2 separate regions of the Mus musculus genome follow, and region 2 is linked to region 1. The links are chromatin contacts, called in public Hi-C maps. All regions are on one chromosome and are shown on one strand. The core of a region is the stretch at or near the end of the contact, and the rest is flanking DNA. Distances in the headings are between cores, read along the strand shown.

Region 1 (5,806 bases), core at 1,220-3,719:
GGAACCCATAGGTTTCCATATGCCATATACTTATGGTATATGATAGAATACATTGATTTTACTATTTTATATGCTCTGTCTTTTAAACTGATTTGTCTCTGAGATAAAGAAGTGATTTTTACATGTTTGTAATTCCAATGACTGATCCACCCAAAGCATGTTCTTAATGGGTGTTTGTGTCTTTTAATATTGAATTGTAATCGCTTACTTGAGAGTTTTTCATCAGGTAAGTTTTCTGTCCTGTGTTGATTCAAATTCAGATTATGTTATCTATCTATAGCATATACTTTGTATTTAATGTCTCCAGTAGCTGCTGACCTCAAAGCAAAAAATGGAAACCTTTGAATGAATGGAAAATAGAAACACACATCAATGCAGCAGCTACTCCCCGTAGAATCATGAACTGAGAGGTAGGAGCTGAATTGTATAAAAGGAAAGTGCTGCCGAGCTCCAAACCCTCATGGACCTGTGGGGTCAAGGTCTGTGCATATCTCTCTTATGCGTAAAGCAAAGCATGTGTTGAAGAGATGGTGTGTTACGATTCTATTGCTGTGAGGAGACACCACGAGCAAAGCAACTTATAAAAGACAACATTTAATTGGAGGCCTGCTTACAGTTTTGGAGGGTGAGTTCATGGCCATCATGGTTAGCAAGCTTGGTAGCAGGCAGGCATGATGCTGGACCAGTAGCTGGGAGCACACATCCTGATCCACAAGTTATAGGATAGGGGTACGGATACATATATATAACTGGATACACACACACACACACACACACACACACACACACACACGTCATATCTATCTGTCTGTCTGTCTGTCTATCCATCCATCCATTCACTGGGCCTCTGGGCTTTGAGTTTCAATAAATGAGGAGCAAGCAGTCAAGCATCTGAATCTATGGGGCCCATTCTCCTTCAAACCCCCATAGCTGGCAAAGCTGTGGAGAGGCTTGCTGCTCTTTCCCAGGGCCAGGGTTCGGCTCCCAGTACCCACACCACTCTGTCACGCTTGTTCCAGGGCTTACCACACCGTCTTCTGTCCTCCATGTGTAATGTGACATGGAGAAGCAGGCACACACATATGACACAGAAGCAACATCTTTAAAAAATTTAAATGCAGGGCCTACAACAGCAGCACAGGGTTGTTGGAAAACTAAAAAGAAGTTAATAGATAAAAGATGTTTTTTAAAAAGGAACAAAAATGCTAATGCATGTCAAATATTGGTATACAAGAGTTTCATTTAGGCTACAGGAGTTCTTATTAGTGATAAAAGGACAAAGTATTTGGTTTTTAGATATCTATAAAAATTGACTGCTTGACAAATTAACTCAATACTTTAATAATATTAAATTATGAGGTTTCCTATTTACATTTTTAAAGGAAACATTTTTATTGTAGTATAATTCAAATGCACCTTGAAATGCATAAATTTATAATTTTGTAATTAACAAGATTGCAATCGCTGCTCTATGTAAATCAGGGTGTATCTATGATTTGCTGCCAGGAATAAAAAAAGTCTTGAACTGATTGACAGGGATATTGTTATCTACTGGTTAGGATAAAAGATTTAAAATGAACGTGTATTAAGATTCAGAGTTCTTCCTTAACATGGACCCGCTGTAAAAGTGAGAAGCATGCCAGTTCTGTTCAGCAAATGTTTTAGTAGCTCCTGTGATTTCAAAGGCACAGTGTTGGCTGCGGAGTGCGAGATGAATAACTGCTGGTATTGAAGAGAAGCAAGATCTGTACCCAGTGGAAAGAGGAATGGGACGTCACGGTGTAGGGCAAACACAATGCAGGAACAACCCAGTGGAGCTTAAAATAATTTAATTCTGGCTGCCTGAGGTGTTTTTTTTTTTTTTTTTTTTCCTTAAATTTTATATTGGATGCCCTTTCTGCGTGTGCTAGGTTGCTTATTGGCGTAGAATCTGCGACCCTGTGAAATCTTTTTCATTCCCCATTTCTTCTTTTCCTTGCCAACTCGATCTCTTCAGCCGCCAGCACTGCCTTTGGAACAGTATCTATTGTGTGGGTGGCGGAACGCGGGGAAGCTATTTCTGTTCTAATTATGAGCACTGTTTTCGTAGGGGAAAAAGAGGGGGTGATAAGGCAGATCTGAGGCTGAGCTGCTGGCTGGGCGAGGATGCTCGGTGGAGGCGTTACTAAGGTTACTAGAGAGAGGACCGCAGGTGACAGGCGGGGTTTTTCTCTATAGCAATATACATTTTCCAATGAAGGACGTGGGCTGGGCAGTGCCACATTGTACTACATATTGGATTCCCTAGAGGAAAAAGGAGATGGCCCAAAGGAAAAATGAGGGACCAAAGCAGGGAGCCTCTGCTTCCTCTTCCGGGCCTTTTCTTCCGCCGTCTTTGTTTACCCCCGAGCCATTCTGGCTGCAGCACAGAGTCGGCGCGCCGGAGAACGGTGTCTTATCGATGTGACACGCCTCTGAGCCGGGCCGGAAGCGGTTCCCAGCCGGTACCCGTAGGGCCAGGCGTGCAGCGTGCGGTGACAGTGGCGCGGGCGGCGGCGCTGCGTGGCTCTGGAGGACCGGCGCGGACCTGCAGCGGCTCGCTGAGGCCGTGGCTCGTCGCTGCAGCTGTCAGGACTCTTGGGGGCGAACTTGCCAGACAGAGAAGAGCGGAAGGGAAGGGGTGTGTAAGGAGGGCCGTGGGCGTGTTTGATCTCAGAGAGGACTTTGAAACTGGTTCTTAGTAGTTGAGTCTCATTTTTATTTTGACAGATTCGGGAGGCAGCAGATGCCCTATTCTCGAGATTTTCTTAATTCCAGTCAGTTGATAGCATGATTTGAGTGAGAGCTTTTTAGTGAAGCTACTGGGTTAAGATAGCTCAAGGGATGGATGAAGCTGCCCGAGATAAAAAGAAATGTGGCGTCGGAGCAGAGAAGAGGTGTCTGGAATGAGGGGTCAAGATGATCTACTAGTTCCAGGTTCTACTAGTTTCAGGTCTTCCTGTACTAGGTACCGTCCCCAAACTATGTAAGCTTGAGGTTTGGGCTTCTTTACATAACCTCTATGTTAACCTTTACATAAGTGGGGAAGTAGGAGACGCGTCTGTGCCAGCCAGACCTTAGATTCTGCAACTGCTCCAGGCTCCACACTGCGGTTTTCCACCATCAATATATGAAGCACGTGAGGATGGATTAGAGGGTAGTAGAATTTGAACAGCCTTGATGAGATCTGCTAAAAGGTGTGACGTCTAGGTGTATAAGGCAATGATAGCTGTCGGTCAGGAAGAACTGTGGCTTGCAAACCTATGTCTCCAAAGCTTGGCTGTTGCCTTCTCTTTAGCATTTGGTGGGATAAGGAAGAGAGGTATATACTCACACGCCCAAGTTTGAAAATGGAGTTGCAGAGACTCACAGAATTTAATGATTTGACATAGCTACCTTATTTAACAGAATGACAAACAGAAGGTAGTCAAGAACGCAGACACTGGCTATCCTAGCTGTACTTGCCAACACAGATGCTAAAGTTAATGTCTCTTTACCTGGACTGGGTCCTTTCAGCAATAAAGATTGCAACCCACCTTTACCCCTATTAATGTGTGTTACGAATTCTGTACACTTACTGACACAAATACCAAAGCTGAAAAATATTATCACTTGACCTGGACTGGCTCCTTTCAGCTGCAGGAGTTGACTATTGATGATATACAGTAGTAAAATCATCTGTACCCTTGCTCATGTGTGTTCCAAACTCTGTGTAATGCTGGAGTCAGATGCCTTTTCAGGCACAACTGACAGCTGAAGCTTTTCAGCAATTCCAAGACTATCCATCGGAAAATAATAAGACTGACTAAGCCTAGGGGTAAGGAAACTTAGCTTAAGGAGACCTCAGCTAAAACTCATGCTTAAAAATTAAGGAAAAAAAATTTAATCAGTTGATAATGTACTGTTTACAAACACTAATTCTGGCAAGTTGTGCCTAATATTCCCAAGAGATTGTTGAAACTGGGGCCTTAAGAATCAAGTAGATTAGTTTAACTACATTTTCATTCCTAAAATGCAAGTACTTATTTTTAACTTGAAAAATCATAAGCTTTATAAAAGTGCTTATCACTGTGTCTATGACAAAGTAATAATATAGTCACCCAGTGCTTAATAAGAGAGACACTTAAATACATTTCTGCAGCTCCTTCATTGTTCAAACAGCAGAGAGTATGCTTCTACAATGGTACAGCCATCAAACACCTCTACTACAGACAGCCCCCAAACTAGTATCTTTCTAGACTATGAACGTATATAGCATGTTGTTGCAATTATTACTGTAGATAAGTGTAATGGTATTTGCACAGTTAGGCATAGCTACAATGTAGAAGGTATAGTTGAAGTACTAAGCAATAATTTGTATTTTCCTCCAGTGGTCTGTCTGTGGCTGAAACATCTCTAGGGGGTGTGGGGTGTGTGGCACAAATAAAAGTGATGCACTGTTGTCCCTTGCATGGAGTCGCTTTGCAATATCCAGGCTTAGGTTTCACTGGAAGGCCAGTGACTAATGTCCTTATTCTTCTTATTTCAAAGGGATTAAAGTGTTAGGTGGCTGCGTAGACCAGAGACCATGATCTGCCCAGCATGACTTGTAAAGCTTGTGGCTGTTTAAGATCACTTAACTCTCAGTCTTGTGTTTCCTGAGTATTTGGCAGCTCGGGTCCGCACGGCTGACCTCGCACTCCTTTGCAGATGCATGGGCATGGAGGCTATGACTCTGATTTTAGTGACGATGAGCAAGGCGGAGGCTCCAGCAAAAAGAGGAAGAAGTAAGTCTGTTGATCCATAGTTCACACTGTTTCTAGACGGACATGAAGTATAACTAAATCCTGGAAAGGGTTTGGATTGACTTTGCATATGGAAACAACTGCTGTAGCAAGTGAGGGTTTATTCATTGCACTGTAATAAATGGATTTCAGTTTGGAGGTAGTTGTGGGGAAAATGAAGTTTTGTTGTGAAGGAGTTTATTGAAAGGGATAGAGGGAAAAGGAAAGATTTCTCTATTGCATGTTTTTTTTTTTTGTTTTGTTTTGTTTTTTGTTGTTTGCTTTTTCATTTGTTAAGACTGTGTGTCTGCAAATGTCACAGCTTAAAGGAGGCTTGGTTGCTGTTTGTCTTCCCAGTGAGGTGCTCGTGGAGGATGAATTGTAATTCAGAACAGTTGTAATGTTGACTTGAATGAGCAGGTCAGAGTTGGCAAGACCAAGATCCTCTAGCATACAAAGCCTGGGCTTCACAAAGAGGACACATTTTTGTTGTTGTTGTCATTTTTGTTTCCTGAGACAGTTTTATTATTTAGTTCAGGCTATCCTGGAATTCCCTATATAGCCCAGGCTGTCCTAAGACACAGTCTTCTTGGTTTAGCTTTGAAAGTGCTGGGGTTCCAGGTATGAACTGCATGTCCAGCTGGAGGCTACATCTTCACAAAATTGCTGTGTTTAGGGCCATTGTCCTTAGCTTTCAGTGCTTTGAAATGTCATGGTATGTAGTAACAGGAGGGCTTGATTCGTAGTAGCAGGACTTAGAGAAGTTGGTTTATTATCCCATAGTGAGACTGATGTGTTATCACTAACTAGGAATGAACATTTTATAAAATCGGCAGTCTTTATCAATAACAGAAGAATAGTAATAATTATAGCAATGTATGTTTTTTAGATTTCTTTCTTTCTTTCTTTCTTTTTTTCTTCCTTCCTTCCTTCCTTCCTTCCTTCCTTCCTTCCTTCCTTTCTTTCTTTCTTTTAAAAGATTTACTTATGTTGTTTATATGAGTACACTGTAACTGTCTTCAGAC
Region 2 (5,856 bases), core at 2,822-5,321, 260 kb before region 1:
CTGGAGAATTCCCAGCCATTCTCAGTTAGCTCTGGGCAGTCAGAAAACATAGATCCAAGAGACGTCACTGGCCAACACACAAGGGTGCCACACTGCTGCTGCTGCGTGATCCTCCAGAAATGCATCACTGGAAAGCTCCTGGCACAGATGCAGCATTCCATGCAGATTCTAGAAGTTCTTGTCTTCTTTGCACTGACTCAAACACCAGCCCCTGTCTATCATGGTACTAGGAATCTAACCCAGGGCCTCATGCATGCTAGGCAAAACACCCTGTCCCTAAGCTGTCTCCTCAGCCCTGAGATTCAAAACATAATGGAGCATACTTCTGTCCCAAGCACTTCTAGTTTTACTAATCTCTACCGCTATGAATTTTAAAATCATGCCCAAGCCACAACTGAAAGAAAAACCTCAAACCCTGTAAGCCAGGCAGAGTCCAGAACCAACCAGCTTGCTGAGCAGCGAACAAAGAACTCAGGCTCTGCCCTGACCTCTGAATTCATTCTGCCTTTGTGGGTGAAAAAGTGGAGACAAAAATCTCATGCCAAGAGTCTTTAACTTCCGTGAATATTATCCACCTCCCAGAGATTGACAAAAGAGGCTGGCGGGAACCCTGCAGTTCTTCCCAGCAAGGGTTTCCCTGGTGAAAAGATGATCAACAACGAAGTCTGATCTTGTTTTGCAGAATAGCTAATGAATGGGCACTTTCTTTAGAAAGATAGCTTTTGAAGCAACTCCGGTGTTATTCAAATTAAAGCTCGTTACATGATATTTTAATCCCAGACGTGTATAGCATGCTCTGGGTCACATGTGTTTTCCCCAGATGATTTTCTTTCCACTCCCTGGATTTTCCATACTCAGTAATATTATATAGTTTAAACTTACAATGAAGTCATCAAAACAGAGTCTCTCCTTGCTTCTGCCTCTTTTGATTCTGAATAAAGAACCCACACTGTTTAAATACTACAATGTAGCTAGTTGCTCCTACCAAGAAATACAAATACACAATTGCCAGCTGACTTCTGGGTGAGGGTGTACCCACAGACCCCCTTTAAAAGAGACCTTTCACAGTTACTGTGAGCGGTGGGTGGTGGAGGCTGTGGCCAGAGCACTCTCGCCACCAAGCAGAGAGATACAACAGGTCTCAGGCACACTGATAATGAACCTGGCTGACATGAACTGGCCAGTCCTATCTATTAGCCCTATGAAGATTGGCGACACTGCTTTTTTTCCCCAGGTGCTTGGCTCTCACCCTTGTGCTCCCGACCTCACTGAAGGGATACCACCATCTGGGTTGGGGGGTGGGGAGGACATTTGTAAACCTTTGCACCTTAAAGCTAGAGGGCAGAGTTTATATTATATTCCAAATTTGGAGCAGAAGCTGGGGGAGGGGGGAGCTGAAATCATCGTTGTATACTACATACCCCAGGCCCGCCAACTGGCTGGCTGGTGGGGTTCTAAGAAAGGTCTGTAACCTCTGCAAGGGGCAGCCACTGTACTTCTGGGCAGAAGACCTTGAGACCTCAGAGACCTCAGCTACCTTCACTGCAATGAAGAGAAGTTACATTCTTTTCCTGCTATACTGCTGGGTCTACAAAAGCCCAATGCTAGCTAATATGTGTTGAATTCTTACTTTATAGTAGGTGGTGTTCTCAATACTTTGTGTGAATTATCCCATTCGATTTCACAACCTGTTACATAAGTAACACTACTACCCTCCACTGTGTACACTGGGGAGTTTCAGCCACATATTTTGAAGGAGGCCACACCAGTTATTAGCAGTGGAGCCAGGATATAAACAGTCTAAGCAACTTGCCTCTAGAACCCAAACGTATAAAATGGGGATGAGGAAAAATCAAGAATTATATATTTTTTTCACATCTAAATCTGAGGATCAAAGATCAAACATAGCGTATCTTAGGATGAAATCTCTCTCTCTCTCTCTCTCTCTCTCTCTCTCTCTCTCTCTCTCTCTCTCTCACACACACACACACACACACACACACACACACACACAAATTCCTCCCTTCATATAAAATATAAGGCAGAGTCCCATATAGAAAGCAAGTAATCACAGGACCACGCAAGAGACACAGAATGAAAGGCTGAGGTCTCCACTGCTGGTGCCTCACTCATCAGACTAAGGTGCCAAACTCTCCTAGAAAACTGTTAAAAACAGACGACAAACAACAACAACAACAACAACAAAAACCCTGGTCTGAATAATTATCTCCCAGAAGCCTGGCAGCACACCATCACCAACAAAATCAAAAGAAAAGACTGCCGGTCATTGAAAGACCTAAGAGACCCTGATCCCCACCCGGACACTAAACATCTCCAGTCTGAGGAGCAAAGGGGCCGAGGGAGGTGGAATTCCGGGCTGGAAGTCTCCTTCAGAATAGGCAAATCCAATAAACAGGCAGGGGTGGGCCAGCAGAGCCTGGGCGGGGAGGGGCACCCGGGCCAGCAGCCTGTGGTGAGGAGAGAGGTTCAGCAGGAGCAGAGGTTGGGGAAGGGGTGCGTGCCTCTAGTCACCCAGCCTGTCCCTCAGGCTGCAGCTGTCAAGCACAGTGACAGAAGAATAACAAGAACTTAACAGGACTTCAAAAATCAGTGTCTGAAGGGAAAACAAAGCAGATACATGCCCTTCTCACCAAATCAAACACTGCCTCTCCCTTACACACAGAGGCAGGACTCTGCAGAAGTGCCTGCTTTGGGAACCCTGAGGCTCCCAGTGAAGAGCGCAAGGAGACTTGGACCCACCACACAGCTGTGCCTGCGATAGCCGTGGGACCCTGGGCAAGATACCTAACCAATTAGCGTCTCTGATGGGCTTCCAGGCTGGTTCTAGGGAAGAATTCATTTTCTTGCCTTTTCTCTACCCTTCAGACTGGAACCAAACTCAAACACCCACACAGGCTGTGACAATATTTCACCAGCTCTCTGCCTGCATCCTTGACCTCTTTTTACATCACCTCTCTCTACAAATAATGGCCCTCCATCTCCCTTTTATAGGGGTTGTGTGATTAGACTGAACCCACACAGAAATCCAGAATCATGTCTTACTTTAAACTCATCTGCAGGGTCCATTTGGTCATCTAAAGTGGTATATCCACAGATTCCAGAGACTCACTCTTGAGTATCCCTGACCTCCCACATACACCTCCCAAACTACAGACTTTCACAGCCAAGAAACCACAATGTTAGGAGCGAACTTGTTAGTACATGTGAGGGCCTCTGCAAAGCTGCAAAGTGCTTCAGATGAATCTTCTTACTCACGCCTCAGTGCAACCCTGAGAAATTATTTTTATTACCTTACAAAAACAATTGTTTGTCCAGGGTTATAGAACTGGCTGGGGGCAAGATTTAACCAGGTAAGTTTCATCTGAAGTCTCTGCCTTTGATCAAAGGGGTGTCTGAACATATCCTTTCAGCCATGATAACTGGTTGGGAGAAAACACAAAGAGTGTTAAGAGACTTCAAGAGGAACTTGTGTTCCCTGGCTAGAGACAGGGTCCTGCAGAGTCCTGGGAAAAAGAAACACGCAGAGAGCAGAGTACTGAGAACATATCCTCGTGTGCAAAAGAGAGGATATGCTTACCAAAAGTCAAGAAGAAACCACCGAAACCTGAGATTTCAGAGGGGAAGGAGGTATAAGAAGTCCATTCCTATCTCTAGCTAGAATAACCCCACAGCTCCATCTGACCTTATAGAACGAATTCATGTGAATTCCTGGAGAGACTTCCTATTGAGTCAGGTGGATCTGGACCCTATGAAAAGGTCTGAAAAGCCTGGGGACCCTGGTGGGACAGCAAAATGGTCCTGTCATCACTAAGCTTGCTTTACACTAAAGCTAAGCCATCCCCTGCACCACAACAGTTATGGATACGCAAGTCCCCATGTGCCACAGGATTCAACACAGTCCAGTGGTGTCTCTGGTATCCACAATGAATGACCTCTCTTCTTTCAGTTCCCATATAGCCAAATGGCTACAATTCAAGAATGGCTGGCAAACAGAGAGAAGGGTCAAACCACACAATTGTTTTGCATGCCTGATGGGGTGGCTTGAGTAGTCAAAGCTTTGAAACCTCAACCACTAAACAAGTTAGATATAGCCTTATCTGAAACTTCCCAATGAACTGAGTGAACGCTATTAAGTTTGACCCAGTTGCATGTATGGATCATGAGCTCAAAGTCAGGTGCAGGATGGCACAGAAGTCGAGGGAATAGATTCTGGAGACAGCCTGATTTGATTGAGTCTGGCTGTGACTCAAAACACATTCATCTTCTGTTACCTATATTTTCTCGTCTTCAAAATGGACTTAATAATAGAAGTCTATATTCCTCAGTAGAAACTGAGAAACTAGCCACCATGTAGAAGTCATTTTGATGGTGTCCACATAAGGTGGTGGTTCTCAACCTCCCTAATGCTGCGTCTCTTTCATTCAGTTACTCTGGTTGTGGGGACTCCCCTCAACCATAAAATTATTTTTGTTGCTTCATAACTATAATTCTGCTACTGTTATAAGAAGTAATGTAAATATTTTTGGAGACAGGGGTTTTCCAAAGGAGCGTGATCTACAGGCTGAGACCCACTGACGTAGGAGTGCATAAATCCAGTATTACATAGCTCCACTGTTCACTATTTCTGAAGTAAAGATGTATGAAGTTGTTACTAGCTAAGGAAAGGAGAGACTATTGCAAAGTCACATGAGGCCAGACCAAGTTTTGTCGCCAAACCTAAATGCACGGAAGGATACAGGTAAGGGATGATGGCTAGCACTTATGCCCTATGTCATACAAATGGAAGAAGCTAACAGATGAAGTGCTTGGCACACTGTCTAGTGTTGTTTCATCAACACAGACAGGGGATTATAAATGGGAAACTCTAAATTTACAGTTAAATTTCATTTGGAGATTAACTCTGTGGAAACAATTCTCTAGGGCAGGCATTTCTGAGATGATAGCAGGGCCCCGTGTTTGCACTGTCTACCAGCCACATGTAGCATCCAAGCACTTAGATGTGGTTAATTTCATTTATTTTAACTCATTTAAACTTAACCATATGTGCCTAGTGGCTACCATATTGACAATACAGCCACAGAGAGCTATCCTCCTGATCTGGCCCATGAAAACCTACTTAAGCCGTAACTCAACCGAATTAACTTTGAATTAACAAGCCCGAGTTCTTCATCCAGGAAGCCAAGGGGATAAGCAAGAGTCTTAACTTCCTTGCCAGGCCCCACAGCTGGTACACTTGGATGTATCCTTCCTCTTTTTCCATTCCCCATCTCATCAATCTGTAGCTCCCATCTTCTCCACCCAAGGTTCATGAAGCTACATACTTCTCTACATCCCATCAGTATCTTCCATCACTTATCAGGTAGCCCCCAAGGAAAGTGTAAGAGCTGGGACGGAAACAGTTGTCCCGTGAAGGCTGCTTGTGGAAGGCAGGGACTGCCAACACACACACACACACACACACACACACACACACACACACAGAGAGAGAGAGAGAGAGAGAGAGAGAGAGAGAGAGAGAGAACAGCCATACTTTACGAAAATGTCCCCTCTACTTAGAAAACCTTTTAATGTGCCCCAATCCCTTTCAGTTTTCCTTTATCCATTTCAAAGTTTGTAACCAACTGCACACACCATCCAAGAGCTATCCAGTATAAGATGAAAGATCAAAGAAACTTGAGACGGAGAAAAGGAAAAGAAAACCAGCCACCTTCATTGGACGCTAGCTTCGCCCCATCTGCTAAAGTATAAAATTTTTATGACAAAGGTCAAACTGGAACCCATCCAGGAGCTTGTCTTACTAGAAGGACTGGATAAAAATGTCCCTCCAGCTTAATC

Evidence for each region. Hi-C and Micro-C count contacts between places; a contact is called where the count stands out from the background.
Region 2: a Hi-C map of the N1E-115 cell line shows a contact between it and region 1, with 6 times the contacts expected there. A contact is called at or near these places in 5 of 39 promoter capture datasets (embryonic stem cells, hippocampal neurons, liver and 1 more), 2 of 484 Hi-C or Micro-C datasets (the N1E-115 cell line and Sertoli cells), 3 of 130 datasets of targeted methods (embryonic stem cells and pancreatic cancer cells) and 1 of 9 other capture datasets (embryonic stem cells).

Annotation. Positions count from the first base shown.
Region 1 is chr19:38,220,815-38,226,620 of GRCm38.p6, reverse strand. It overlaps Fra10ac1 (FRA10AC1 homolog (human)), which reads left to right and starts at 2,469. Exons shown (of 14, transcript NM_001081075.2): 1 at 2,469-2,659; 2 at 4,708-4,784. The coding sequence starts at 4,708.
Region 2 is chr19:38,482,951-38,488,806 of GRCm38.p6, reverse strand. It overlaps a transcript of Plce1 not described here. Among named protein-coding and RNA genes, the nearest start is that of Gm46666, 27 kb to the right of the region's middle.